Linked DNA regions of Mus musculus: regions 2 and 3 are each linked to region 1. A link is a contact called in public Micro-C and capture Hi-C data. All regions are on one chromosome and are shown on one strand. The core of a region is the stretch at or near the end of the contact, and the rest is flanking DNA. Distances in the headings are between cores, read along the strand shown. Region 1 holds the start of Smo (smoothened, frizzled class receptor). Region 2 holds the start of Flnc (filamin C, gamma). Region 3 holds the start of Ccdc136 (coiled-coil domain containing 136).

Region 1 (4,011 bases), core at 1,241-3,740:
TCTTTTGCACATATATAGCTTTAAAGACTACAATTATATTCCCTCTGTATGTCCATTCTTATATCTTCTATACTGCATTTATGCAAACATATTATCATAAGTGTGCATGTGTGAAATCACACAGACCTTACATTAGAGTAATTTATGGATTTTTTTTTTCAAAGCTACTGTTGATTACATATAGCTGCTGCCTTAGATTCTGGGTTTAGCTTCTAAGGTTCTCAACCTTCCTAATGCTGCGACCCTTTAATACAGTTCGCTCCCGCTCCCCAAACCATGAAATTATTTTGATGACTGTAAGGTTGCTACTGTTATAGTTCATAATGTAAATATCTGTGTTTTCTGATGGTCTTAGACAACCCCTGTGAAAGCGTCATTCGACTCCCTCGAGAGGTCTCCACCTATAGGTTACTTTAGAACCTTATCTCCATAGAATACAGTTCTATCTTCTCGGTACCCGCCGTCCTCCAAGTTCCTGCTCCAACATCTGCATCAAGCCAAGAACCTTAGGACCCCAGGCAGCACTCAGCTACAACTGAGAACTCTAGTAGTCAAGTTGACAACACACCTCAGCCCAAGACAGTCAGCCTACGGTTCACACTACCTCCTAGTCGGAGCCTCACAACCTCAGAGGAAGAGCTAAAGCTAGGGACACTGTCAGGCTCTCTGGTTTGCTCCGGGCTCTCAATTTTATTTTCTTTTTCCATCAAGGACAGCTTTTACATCACACCGAAGTGGGGGTTCGGGGTGGGGAAGAGGGATGGGAAAATGACAAGGACTGTCCCCTCCCCAGCACCCTACAGGCTCTCAGTCCAACTGGGTGACAGGCAGAGAGATAAACCATCCTAAATAGCCTAGGAAGGACTTGTTTGATGTAGTCTGCTGTTTTCAGGCTCTGTCACAATCCTACCCCAAGGAAAGGACTTTCTGCCACTCTGGACGGTGCCCACAGGCTCTCAACACCCCAGACTTAATGTTCCTCCACAGCATACACTGGCGTGAGGCTTCACATTTCCACAGAGCCACAAACAACTGTTTAAATCGTCTCCCTCCTTCTTAACCCGAGTGGATCAGAGCTTCCATTTTTCAGATAAGGAAACTTAAACGGGTAAAAACAAGACAAAAATCATTGGTTCCCTGGGCTGATCTAAATCAAGATTACCAGGTGGTTCGTTTGGCTTTTTAGTTACTACAAGGAGGCATTTTTTTTTTCCTTCTCAGAATGTACAAGTTTTCCTCGCCCCTTCCCTCCAAATCCTTAAATGTCTTCCACCTTCATCCTCTCTTTCTTCTCTACAACTCAGATTGCCTCAAGGTCTGAACACTGCCCAGAATCCCCATGGACTGTTGCTTCACGAATACATCTCTTCTCCCTCCTTGCATCCCCCTAACCCCATCCTTACTCGGGCTCTTTGTGACCGACTGGCTTCCCTGGTCTCTTGCCCCGACCCCTTCTCCAACACGCAGAGTCTCCTTCCCGCACGCAACCTGTCCCAAAAGTTCCGGACTCGTTTCTCCAACTATTCCGGGTGCAAGCCGCGCCCGCCCAACAGTTTGAGGCCTGAGCCTTTTCTTTCCGTCAGTGGCCGGTCCCATCACCTCCGCGTCGCAATCCCGACTCCCGCGCGCTTACCGGACCAGAGCACGAGCTTGCCGTGCGCTTCCTCCTGCGAGTCCGAGTCCCCAGCCAGCAGCGTGGTGGTGGCTCCGTAGGGCAGCGCCGAGCCCAGGCACACGTTGTAGCGCAAAGGCTCGCAGTGGGCGGCCCGGCCGCAGTGGCTCAGCAGCGGCGGCGGAGGGCTGGTCACCGGCACGTCCCTCCTCGAGCTCCCGCTGGCGCTGTGAGGCCCAGGCCCGGTCACGTTCCCGCTCAAGGCCGCCCCCCGGCCCGGGCCCCCCAGCAGTACCAGCAGCAGCAACTGCAGCAGCCTCCGGGGCGCCAGCTCGGGCCCACGCACGGGGCGGCCAGCGGCCATGGCCAAACAGCCAACTCAGCAAAAGCTGAGGCGCCCCGGAGCTCCCCGGAGTCCCCTGGCCACACACACGACCCCGGGGGCCGCGGAGGCTACTTAGGCGACCGGTGCGCCCCGAAAGTCTGGGGCCAGCTTTCGCCAGGCGCCGCGCGCGTCCGGGCCCCTCGACTCCCAACTTTGCAAACTTTGGAACCCGGGCCCCATGTTGAGCAGCGCAGGCCCGGGCCAGGATGCACAGACCCCGGACTCCCTGGCCTGGAGATCGAAGCTGTCTTCAACCCTGGGAACCCTCCGGGGCCCCGATCTCCAGCCCCATTCCCTCTCCCACCATTAAAACCGACTCCCAGCCCCTCGATGGAGGCCAGGCGCCGGCCGGGGGGGGGGGGGGGGTGCGGGAGTGGGTCCCCGGCTCCGCCCCCACGCCAGCCCGCGGCCCAGCAGCCACCTCCGCGCGAGCGCGCCGCAGCCCCCTGAGCTCTCCCTGCCGACTACCGGGCTCCTTTGTTGCTCTAGCTGGCCCTGCTCTCTGGAATGCACGGGCCTCGCGGAGCCAAGCCCGGCCCCCCCATCCGCGGAGGCTGGGGGAGGGCCCGAGCGAAGAAAAGCAAGGGGAGAGTCAGACGCTGGAGAGGAGGAGCCCCAGCTTTGGCGGCCTAAATGCCCGAAGGGGCTGGGGTGGGGGTATTCGGGAACCTTCACCCTACAGAAGACCCTCGCGGGGGGGGGGGGGGGGGGGGATGCGTGCAAGTTGTGTCCCAGAGGCACTTGACTGAATCTTTAGTTGGTCCTAAGGTTGTTTGACGTGACTTTTAGGAGAGGACATTTCTCTCAGTTTAGGGTGGCAGGGGGATGCCTAAAGCAGGCAAGAGTTTTCACTCCATTCCTGCCCAATTCCCCAGCCCTACCAATCTTTTCTTGCTTTTTGTTAGTTAGATCTTTCTCAACTTTACCTAGAACCCTGGTGGAGAAGAACCGGAGTTTGGGGGTTTTGCTTCTTTAAATTCTTCCTGCTCGAGATATATATGGGGAAATAACCTCGGAGTCACTCAGAGTAGCTGCTGTTACCTGTGGGGACAGATGTCTATCCTGAGAACATGTCAACACCAAGCCTTTATCGCTCAGGTATGTCAGGGCTGGATGGACTGTGATTTCCATCAACTGTCCCTGATGCACCTTCGGGTTTGTCCGCAGGAAACTAGTCCATCTTGGATGAATACCTGTGGCCCAGCTGCCTCATGAAGTTTCTGTCGTTCCCTTCTCCACTCAGTTCTTCTTTCTTTCTCTCTTTCTTTCTTTCTTTCTTTCTTTCTTTCTTTCTTTCTTTCTTTCTTCCTTCCTTCCTTCCTTCCTTCCTTCCTTCCGTCAGTTCTTTCTTTCTTGCAGCTTCTTTAAGTCACAGCTCCCCTAAGCAAGTCTCCCTCAACGGCTAGGAGACTGGACTGAATGAACCTTGAGTAACTTTTCCTTGTTGACGGACAACTCAATAGCATAGCTTTTCATTTCTTGTTTCTGTAAGAATAGCTCACAGTCAGCCAGATATAGATCGTTTCTGTTATCTCTGTTGTTTAAGAGCAAATTGACTCCTACACTTCAGATACATGCTTAATTGGTACCCAAGTCTCCAGAACTATGTGAGGAATCTAATTCAATTTGGGGGCTCATTTTGTGTTTTAATTTTATTCTTGTTGGTGTGATAAAATATCCTGACATAGCAACTATAAGGCTAAAAGGATGTATTCTGGACTCACAATTCTAGGTCATAGTCCATCATTGTGGAAAACCTTAGACAGGGACCTTAGCTGGTTGCATCCACAATCAAGAGCAGAGAGAAATGAATACATGCATGCTTACTGGTACTCAGCACCTTCTCTGTACTTAACACAGTCCCGGATCCCCTGTCTTGGGAATGGTGCTGCCCATCACAGGCAGACCTGCCTATATCACTTAGTGTAATCAAGACAACCACCCACAGACACACCAACAGGCTGGCTTCATCTAGAGATCCTGCATGGAGATTCTCTTCCCGGAGGATTCTAGA
Region 2 (4,189 bases), core at 926-3,425, 300 kb after region 1:
CAGAGGCTGCAAACTTTCCCTTGGAGACCCCACCTGGGACAGTCAGTCCCGCCTTTCAGATCCCAGCGTGAAGGGAGGGGTAGGTGGGGAGCAGCCCCCCCCCCTCCAGGGCTGGCTTATCTTCAGCCCCTCAGCTCCACACCCACCCAACACCCTCCTAATTTCTAGCTCCACCACTTACACCAGGGCCCCCTCCCCCACCCCTTGTCCTCAGGCTTGTCCTTCTGGAAAGCTCAGAGACATCTGCTGTGTCACGGAGACAGGGCTATTTCCAGGCCAGAGCAGGAGGGTGGGGTGTGTGTGTGTGTGTGTGTGTGTGTGTGTGTGTGTGTGTAGGGGGGGGGGGTTAGTACTGGGACTGGAAGAGGTAAGGCCCAGGAAGAAGCCTGAACAGGGCAAAGGGCCCCGGACTGATCTCAGCTGCTAATTCCGGAGACCTGGAGATGGCCATGAGGGAGACTAGGGAGGGGGCAGATACCTAGTTAAATATTGAAGTCTCTGGGGGCAGCTTGTAGTGGTGGGCATCACCTGGTTCCATATACAGTTCCCTTCCAGGGTCTGGGGTGCATCCTCCCAGGGGGGTCCTTCTAGTACATCCCAGAAGGGCTCTAAGAGTTCACCCAAGACGCAAACTGGAAACCTTGGTCCTAGCGGGATAGGGCTGTGAAAAGTAAGGTATCTTCTTGCCACTCAAAACCCACCCTGGGCTTCTGGACTCTCTAGACTCCTGCGCCTCCCTACCCCCACTCAGAACTGACACACCTTCCAAATCTGGTTACACTCAATGACTTCCTCTCTTCCTCAGCCTTCCCCTCCCTCCAGGGCAGCTTGACCCTTAGCTGTAGCCAATCCCAGGCCAGGTGGTGGGTTGGAACAGGGCATGGACAGGCAGGAGTCCCCCTCCCAGACGACCTAAACGACCAGGGCAATCAGGGGTTAAAGCTCCCAGGACGTTGCTCAGTGCCTTTTTAGGTTTCTGAGGCCGGGTTCTGTTTGCTCTAGTCCGGCCAGATCCCAGATGGGGAGCACATGCCTGCCAAGCGCATCAGCGAGCTTCAGGCCACTAGTCTCCCTGGCCTCAGGGCCCTGAGAACCCAGAGACGACTGGAACCTGTCTTAAGACTGCTTTTGCCCAGCGACGAAGGCGATGGGAAGCCATTTGCTTTCATGTGGGTGGCGGGATACGCCCCCAAGGAATTAGCACTGGGCACCAGCCCTGTCCTCGCAAGCATGTGCAAGCAAGGGTGGCCCGGTGGAAGGAAAAGAGGGGACTTTGGGCAGGTCGGTAGGAGTGTGTGTAGGGAGGCTGAAGCTAAGATGTTTGGACAACTTCGGAAGGGAACTTCTCAGGGGTGCCACCTGTCCTAGAGGGGTATCTGGGCTCCAGCCTGTACTGGCGAGGGAGAAATCAGACCAGGCAAGGGAAAGGTTTTCTGTTCCGGATCTCAGTACCCGCACCTATGTGACCTGTTCCTACCCCCGCTGTGACCGTTCCCTGTGACCCCCGCACTGACCGATGGACACGAGCTTGATGTGTTCCCGCTCCAGGAACTCCAGGGCCACAGACACATTTTCCAGCTTCATTTGGCGGAAGTTGGGGCGCGGGTGGAACTTGCGGTACATGCGCTTCTGGCTGAGCACTTCGAGCAGCGCGATGAGGCGCAGCCCGTCGCTGAGGTCTCGCTGCAGGTCGGTCAGGCGCTTGCCCACACACTTGAGATGCTCGTTGCACCACCGCGTGAATGTGTTCTGCTGGATCTTCTTCCACGGTGCGTCCTCCGCTAGGTCCTTCTCCGTGGACGGCATCTCGTCCGCCTCGTCAACCAGGCCGAGGCCGGAGGCGTCCGAATAGTTGCTGTTGTTCATCATGGTGGCGCGGCGGGGGGCCGGGGGAGTACGGCCTGGGGATCGGGCTGTGGGTGCTGTCGGGGCGGGACGCGGGGACACCGAGTTCTCGGAGACTTCGTTAGCGCTCTGGGCGGCGGGGCTCGCTGGCCTCTTGGGCTGAGCTGCTGGGCTGTCCGGCTAGGGCTCTCTCTCTCTCCCGGGGCGGAGCGGTGCTCGGGAAGTGCGGGCCGGGCCGGGGCAGTGGGTTTAAGAAGCCCCCGGGCTGCCGACCCCCCCGCCGCGCCCGCAGCCCCAGGGTCCACGTCAGAGCGCCGGCCTCCCAGGAATGCCGCCCGGCCCGCGGGTGGGGGCCGCGCTGAGCCCCACGGCCCCGCCTCCGCCCGCCCCTCCTCCACGCAGTCCTCAGCAGGAGCGGGGATGGGGTGGGGGCGCTGGCCCTGAGCTTCCCCATGCACACTGTACACCCCAACCTAGTCTTAGCCATTTAGGGATGAGGGACACTCCTTCCACACTCAGATTGGGTTAAAGAAAGTAATGGGGAAACTGAGGCAGTGGTTAGGGCTAGACAAACTGATCTGGTGTTGACAGAACTTTCTGGAGTTGGTGACAAGGCTGTTGACACAGCCTAGGAGTCCTGGCTTCTAGCCTGGTTGTATTGTCCACCTGTGAAGAACTCAGAAAGGAAATTGTGTGTGTGTGTGTGTGTGTGTGAGAGAGAGAGAGAGAGAGAGAGAGAGAGAGAGAGAGAGAGAGAGAGAGAGAACACCAGAAGGAGCAGGGACATTGACCAGGAGAGACTGAGTTCAAGGGGGCTCCATGACTTTTGCCACTTTACAAGAAAAAAATGCTTAAACCGTTATTTGGAATCCAAACCCAGGGCCACAGGGAAACCAAGGCTCCTGACCTGACTCAGTGTCCCTGGTCATTAGCCCATTTAGACTCACTGGCTCAGAATGAAGCTGAGCTCAGAACAAGGGTACCCAGTGAGTCACTTTGTGTGCGCCCCCCCCCCCCCCGTGACTCAACCAAGTTGATGAGAGGACAAAAGGGCTGCCCAGGTAGTACCAGGGAGCCCCCTGGGCAATGTGCCCACATGAGCCACAGGGCAGATCTTCCCAGGGAAAGTAGAAGTGTGCCAAATAGCAGGAAGAGCCCTGGCAGAGCAGCCAAGGGAAATGTGACTGGGGCAAGTGGGCAGGGCCAGGGGCAAAGCGGGCAGGAAGGGAGGCAGGCTAGAAGCCTAGGCAGGATTGGGTTGAGGGCAAGCCCAATAAGGTGAGAGACATGGGAAATGTTCACAACAGAGAAACTGAGGCAATCCAAGCTGCCTGCCACACACAAGGGAAGGACCTACAAATGAATTTACATCGCAAGGAGAGGTCAGATGTGTGTCCACTGCTTCCCCATCCTTCGAGACTAAGTAAGCTTAGCTTTGAAGGAAGACAGTCCTTAATTCAAGCCATGTGACCGCTGAGGCTTGGGTAAATCATTTTACCTTATTTCCCTCCTCGCAGTCATAATGAAAGGAAAGGCAATAATAAAGCATCTTTGGGAGCTCTTTCCTCAAGGGCAGACGACAGCGGTGCCCACTATGGACTTGGAAAGGAGTTGGGGGAGGCGGAGCTTATGGTGAAGCTCCCAGCAATCATTTCTTTTTCCTTCTCACCTAAGGAGAAGGCCTGGTCCTTAGGAGGGAGGGGGAGGGCAGAAAGGGCCAGGAGCAGAAAAGAGCCCTGTGGTGCATGGTGTGTGGAGCAGGGGTGTCTCTGGAGGCCCTGATAGTGACAGGAGAGGTATAAATAGCTAGTGCCCCGCAGCTCATGTTCGTTGGCTGCCTGTGACAAGGCGCTTAGGAATTCCACTCTCCTGTTGGCAGCCCCCTCCTTGTCTCCCAAACTGTCATTCTCCCAGAGCGCTACCTTCACCCCTCAGCCAAAACCCCCAGCAGGCACCAGCACTGTCTATTTGAAAGACACAGCTCTCCTGTGGAGGGATGCCTAGCTCTGGATACAGAGCTGGATCACGCAAGCAAAGTTGTGTGTGTGTGTGTGTGTGTGTGTGTGTGTGTGTGTATGAAGACAGACTTTTGACAGCCCACTTGAGTAGGCTCTGTAATATTGTCTCTGTTGAAGAAACCAAAATACAGATCTGGAAGAGATTACTCTCAGAACTACTAGAGAGAGAAGTAGGGGTTTGGGCAGAGTACTGGGAGCTGAACTGTTATAGTCAGCCCCTCATGGCTCTCAGCCACCTGGTGGGTGTTATGAGGATCTCCAGTCGGGCCAGGGACTCTGAGGTGGAAATGATCAGAGGGGATCTAGCAAGGGCAGAGAGACCTGCC
Region 3 (4,392 bases), core at 1,378-3,877, 340 kb after region 1:
CCTAGGAGAGACAACCATCCCACCACACAGTCAGTGCCCAATCTAGAACCCTGCACCTTACCTCCCCAGGGCCTGGTCTGCAGAGTAGTGTCACCTGGTGTCCCCCGAGGTTCCCTGGGTAGAACCTAACTCATGGTCAGGCTCTGGTAGGTCAAATTTGGATGCACCTTCTCCAGCTTCCAAACGCCTAATATTGGACGTCTCCTGCCTGTCCAGCAGCCTTGTGCTGGCTCAGCTACAAGAAGCTTGCATGAGGACACCTGGCTCTAGTAGTCTGAACTCTGGGTAGTAGGACAAGGAGTTAAGAAAGGATTCAGACATTCAGACACCAGCTGTTTATGTAGGCCAAATGAAGCAAGCTTGGGGGAAAAACAACCTAGGTGGCTTGCAAGGTATTAGCCGTTTCATAATAAGAAAACACTGGCTTGGTCTGTAGATAGAAGAGGAAACATTAGGCGGAGTTGTTTACTGCATCCATTTTGGAACCCTTTCAAATGCATGTTGTCAAATATCTTTTTGAGGTTTTTCTACACCTGTTGTTTCCCTGTTGGGTACCACAAGGATCATCTCTTTCCTTCTGACCCAAGTTGATGTTGAGAGTTGTCAGGCTGAACTCATCTCAAAGAAAGTCTGCCATCTTAACACACTCTTCTAAACCACTCATTTATTTATTTACTGCATACGGGTGCTCTCCCTGCATGTGTGTCTGTCCATCATGGGAGGGCAATGCCCTTTCAGGTCAGAAGAGGGTATTAGAGCTTCTAAGACTGGAGTCACAGACAGCTGTGGGCTGCGATGTGGGTGCCGGGAACTGATCAATTGCTAAGCCATCTCTCCAGTCCTGTTGACACATTTGAAAAACTAATTTGGTACTGGTCCTCATGTTCAGACTCCTGAACACCTTTTTTTTCTCCTTCTTCTTCTTCACTGCAATGCAATCTTGTCTTGGTAGGGATTGCTTTGTTTTTAATCCTGGGTCTCTGGCCTTCCTTCCCTTTTCTAACACCAACAGCATACGGTTCATCTGAGACCCCTTATGTCATCTAGTCTCTAGGGAAGGCCTGTGCTGAACTACAGAGGGGCCTGGGGACACTTCACAAGAAGTCCTGGATAATGTGTTGGTACTGCCTGCCCTGTTACACGCGAGTGCTGTTGGGAAATAGACTCCATCTAGCCCTCTCCTAAGCACGTTCTTACTAAAGCTGCAGGGTTCCATTCAGAGTTGACGGTGGTGGCATCAGATAGACAGTTCTCATGCCCATGTCCTGGCTTTTAAAAATAAGAGACAGCTTGGGATCTGGGTCAGCAGGCAGTGAGAAGAACAAGCCCCCTGCCGAAAGCCTGTTTCCAGGCTGGGTTGAGCAGGGCCTCTCTCTGTCTGGCAGCTTCCCGGGACACACAACCTGGTTAGCTGGGTGATTGGCGCCCCAAAGGGATGTGCCCAAACTTCCCACAATGCCTGAGCCCAGGGGAGGCTTGGAGCTCAGCCACCAGGGAGGAGGGGCCTGAGATGAAGTGAGGGGAGGGCCCTGTTCTGGCTCAGAGTTCTGGGGTCAGGGAAGGAAGAAGGGAGCTACGGAGTAGGGCGATAGAAAGCCTTTTTCAGAAAACTCACCGTCCATAGCTTGCATCCCACGGCGCTCCAGAGACCCCCAGCGTTGGCCTTTCTTCCTCTCACAACCCTCAGATACCTCATAGGAGCCTAAAGTGGTTACTGTGGGTCCTGTGAGCCGGGAGAAAGTAAGAACTGTAGGAATAGAGGGGCCTGGGGCTGAGGGGAAAGAAAGGGACGTGCATTCTTATATGGGAGCCCCGGAATTTGCAATCACACTGGAGAAGCCTGACTCACTCTGCCCAGCTCTGTGATTCTATTCCCTCAGCCACCTCTCATGCCTATGGAGGGGACCCCAGTCCGGCGCGGCCCAACCTCAGCACCCCTGTTCCCGGCTCCTCTCCCTCGCTCAGACAGAAGAGGGTGAGTGTTTGTTTAGCTTGGGGCATAAGAAGAGGGGTAGGGTGGGAACTAGGAAAGAAGGTTTTGGGAGGATCCTATATAGCAAAGCAGAGAAGGGAGGGGTGGCCGGCTCAGGAGAGGAGAGAAGGGGCTCTAAACTAGGCCGTTTCTCTTTCTCTCCCCTTCCCTCCCTCACCAAACCTCGCCCACCCCACCCTCTCCCGGTGGTCAAGAGCTTTGATGAACTAGAAGGGTGCAGGCTCTAGAGACAACTCCCCCGCCCCCCTCGTGAGCTGGAAACACAATCGGGCTGGAGAGACTAACTGGGGAGCGCTTGGGGAGTGACCGCTGGGAAGGGACAACCCAGGTCGAAAGATGGAGAGCAGTATCCGGTGGAGGCCAGGGTGAAGGGAGCCGACTCAGTACCAGGAGCACCTGGGGGTCAGAAGGAAGGAGAGCCGTAGGGGGAAGGAGCATAGGGAGCTGAGAGAGAGGCCGCTCTGACCTGGGCCAGGGCAGCTCCAGCCCGCGGCTCCCGCGCCGGCCCCGCCGCCTGCCTCCATGGCTGCTCCCGCCGCCGCCGCCGCCTCCCGAGCAGAAGCCGCAGCCTCCGGGCCGGGGACCGGGAGCCCGGTGCGCAGGGAGGAGAGAGGGCGGGCCGAGAGGGCGGGGCCTGGCCTGGCCACCTGACGCGAGTGCCCGCCTGTGGCCGCCCGGAAACCCTCCCCCAGTCCCCGGCTCCAGACCCAGTGAGGACCAGCAAAAGAGGTTCAAAACACGTCACTAAAGTGCCCCAGGCTCGTCCGAGGCAGCTTCAGGTCTGCTGCGCCTGAAAAGCGGACGTGAGCTACCGGGTCTTGAGGATGCGCCCAAGGAGTGCTAGCATGGCTTGGTTCTGGCTGCAGAACCCACCCTGGGTCCGCCACGCCTAGGGACCTCAGGGGCTAGTCTTGACGGATGATAGAACCGGGGGGGGGGTGGGGGTGGGGGGGGATGGACTGTTTCCTGCAGATGCGCAAACACACGCGCACTTCCTTGGTTCCCACACAGAGCCAGCGTCCCCATCCCCGCAGTCCACAGAACCCATCCCTCCGGGTAGCCTCAAGCGCCCCAGAGCTACTGCAGGGCTGGCGGATAGTTGAGACCTGCATGTGCCAAGTGCTAGGTGGTGGTACATCACTGCTTTCCCCGAAATCCCACCCAGCCAGAGCTCTCCTCCCAGTGTACCAAGTCCCTCTTTCTTCCCAGCCCTTTGAGCCACGCCCTCTGTGACCTGTGCAGTGTGGGCATCATTGATGTTCCCTGTAACAAGAAATGTGGGAAACCACGAAGCTTTTTTTCAACTTTTCATCTATTTATTCAAGAGATGAACTTGGTCTTGAGGCAGATTTGACATCTCAGCAGGTCTCATTTAGGTCAGAAGTGGATACTCAGGAATCTGCTCCCCGAGTTATAATCGTGGAGAGATTTCTAAGCTTGGTACCTCACACCAGTTCTTTCTCATGTATTCTCACTCCTAAAGTTTGGGCATGGCTTGGCTGGGTTCAACTCCCCAGGCTACTGGGCTCTCAAGCCCTCCATGTTCCTCAGGAATGAAGCAATTCCCTGCACATCTCAGGCTTATCAGTAATTTCAGCATTGTGTTGAGAGTTACTCTCCAGACACCCCATCCCTTCCTTTTTTTAGACTCTCCTGCTGTGCTCTTCTGACCCTCTGGGCAGCATCAGAGTATTGCCTGCTGTTAAGGTTGGGAAGTATCCTAGTTATCTTTGTATCTTCAGTATCAAAGTACCTGACTCATGGAGTAAATGAGTAACATGGAGCTTCCGACTAAGTTAACAACGCCTTCATCATTTATCCCAGATTTTTAACTCATGAATTTAAACTCACGTTCCCTATTAACAATGATGTCTGCCAGGCAGTGATGGCTCACACCTTTAATCCCAGCACCTGGGAGTCAGAGGCAGGCGGATCTATATGATTTAGAAGCCAGCCTGGTCTACCGAGTTAGTTCCAGGACAGCCAAGGCTACACAGAGAAACCCTGTCTCAAAAACCAAAAACCAACAAAACAAAAAAGTCCAGAAGTCAGTAGTAATTCCTCCCCCCGACCCCCAGCCTGATAATCAGAAAAATGAAGAATTATTTGTTTTCACCTTCTCCCCAGAGGTCAAGCTCCCACTTTAGACCCATGGCTACAGTGATCCAGCCACAGAGAAGAGCTTCCGGGCAAGCTTACTATTTTGCAGATCATCAAGCCAGACTTGGGTAGCAAGGTACAATATTTAGAGATGATGAAATGAGCTCTCATGGGGGGAGCTAAAGGGAAGTGTTCTGGAAGCTCAGTGGTTCTGCCCAGCGCAGCAGCCTCCAGTTCTGTCTCAGCAGCAGGTCAGGCTAGCAGTTGGCAGTGGGTGAACAGAAAGACAGTCGCCATGG

Evidence for each region. A called contact is a pair of places that touch in the nucleus more often than the background predicts. Capture Hi-C pulls out chosen DNA fragments and counts their contacts.
Region 2: a Micro-C map of embryonic stem cells shows a contact between it and region 1, with 2.8 times the contacts expected there. The contact joins the promoter of Flnc here to the promoter of Smo in region 1. A contact is called at or near these places in 2 of 39 promoter capture datasets (the C10 cell line and embryonic stem cells), 1 of 484 Hi-C or Micro-C datasets (embryonic stem cells) and 2 of 115 datasets of contacts at active chromatin or transcription factors (embryonic stem cells and pancreatic cancer cells).
Region 3: a capture Hi-C map of macrophages shows a contact between it and region 1, with 4 times the contacts expected there. The contact joins the promoter of Ccdc136 here to the promoter of Smo in region 1. A contact is called at or near these places in 4 of 39 promoter capture datasets (3T3-L1-derived adipocytes, embryonic stem cells and liver), 1 of 484 Hi-C or Micro-C datasets (embryonic stem cells), 2 of 115 datasets of contacts at active chromatin or transcription factors (the SCID.adh cell line and pancreatic cancer cells) and 2 of 9 other capture datasets (liver and macrophages).

Annotation. Positions count from the first base shown.
Region 1 is chr6:29,733,976-29,737,986 of GRCm38.p6, reverse strand. It overlaps Smo (smoothened, frizzled class receptor), which reads right to left and starts at 2,490. Exons shown (of 12, transcript NM_176996.4): 1 at 1,634-2,490. The coding sequence starts at 1,976.
Region 2 is chr6:29,431,139-29,435,327 of GRCm38.p6, reverse strand. It overlaps Flnc (filamin C, gamma), which reads right to left and starts at 2,175. Exons shown (of 48, transcript NM_001081185.2): 1 at 1,515-2,175. The coding sequence starts at 1,869.
Region 3 is chr6:29,394,810-29,399,201 of GRCm38.p6, reverse strand. It overlaps Ccdc136 (coiled-coil domain containing 136), which reads right to left and starts at 2,627. Exons shown (of 18, transcript NM_001347071.1): 1 at 2,460-2,627; 2 at 1,616-1,723; 3 at 1. The coding sequence starts at 2,517.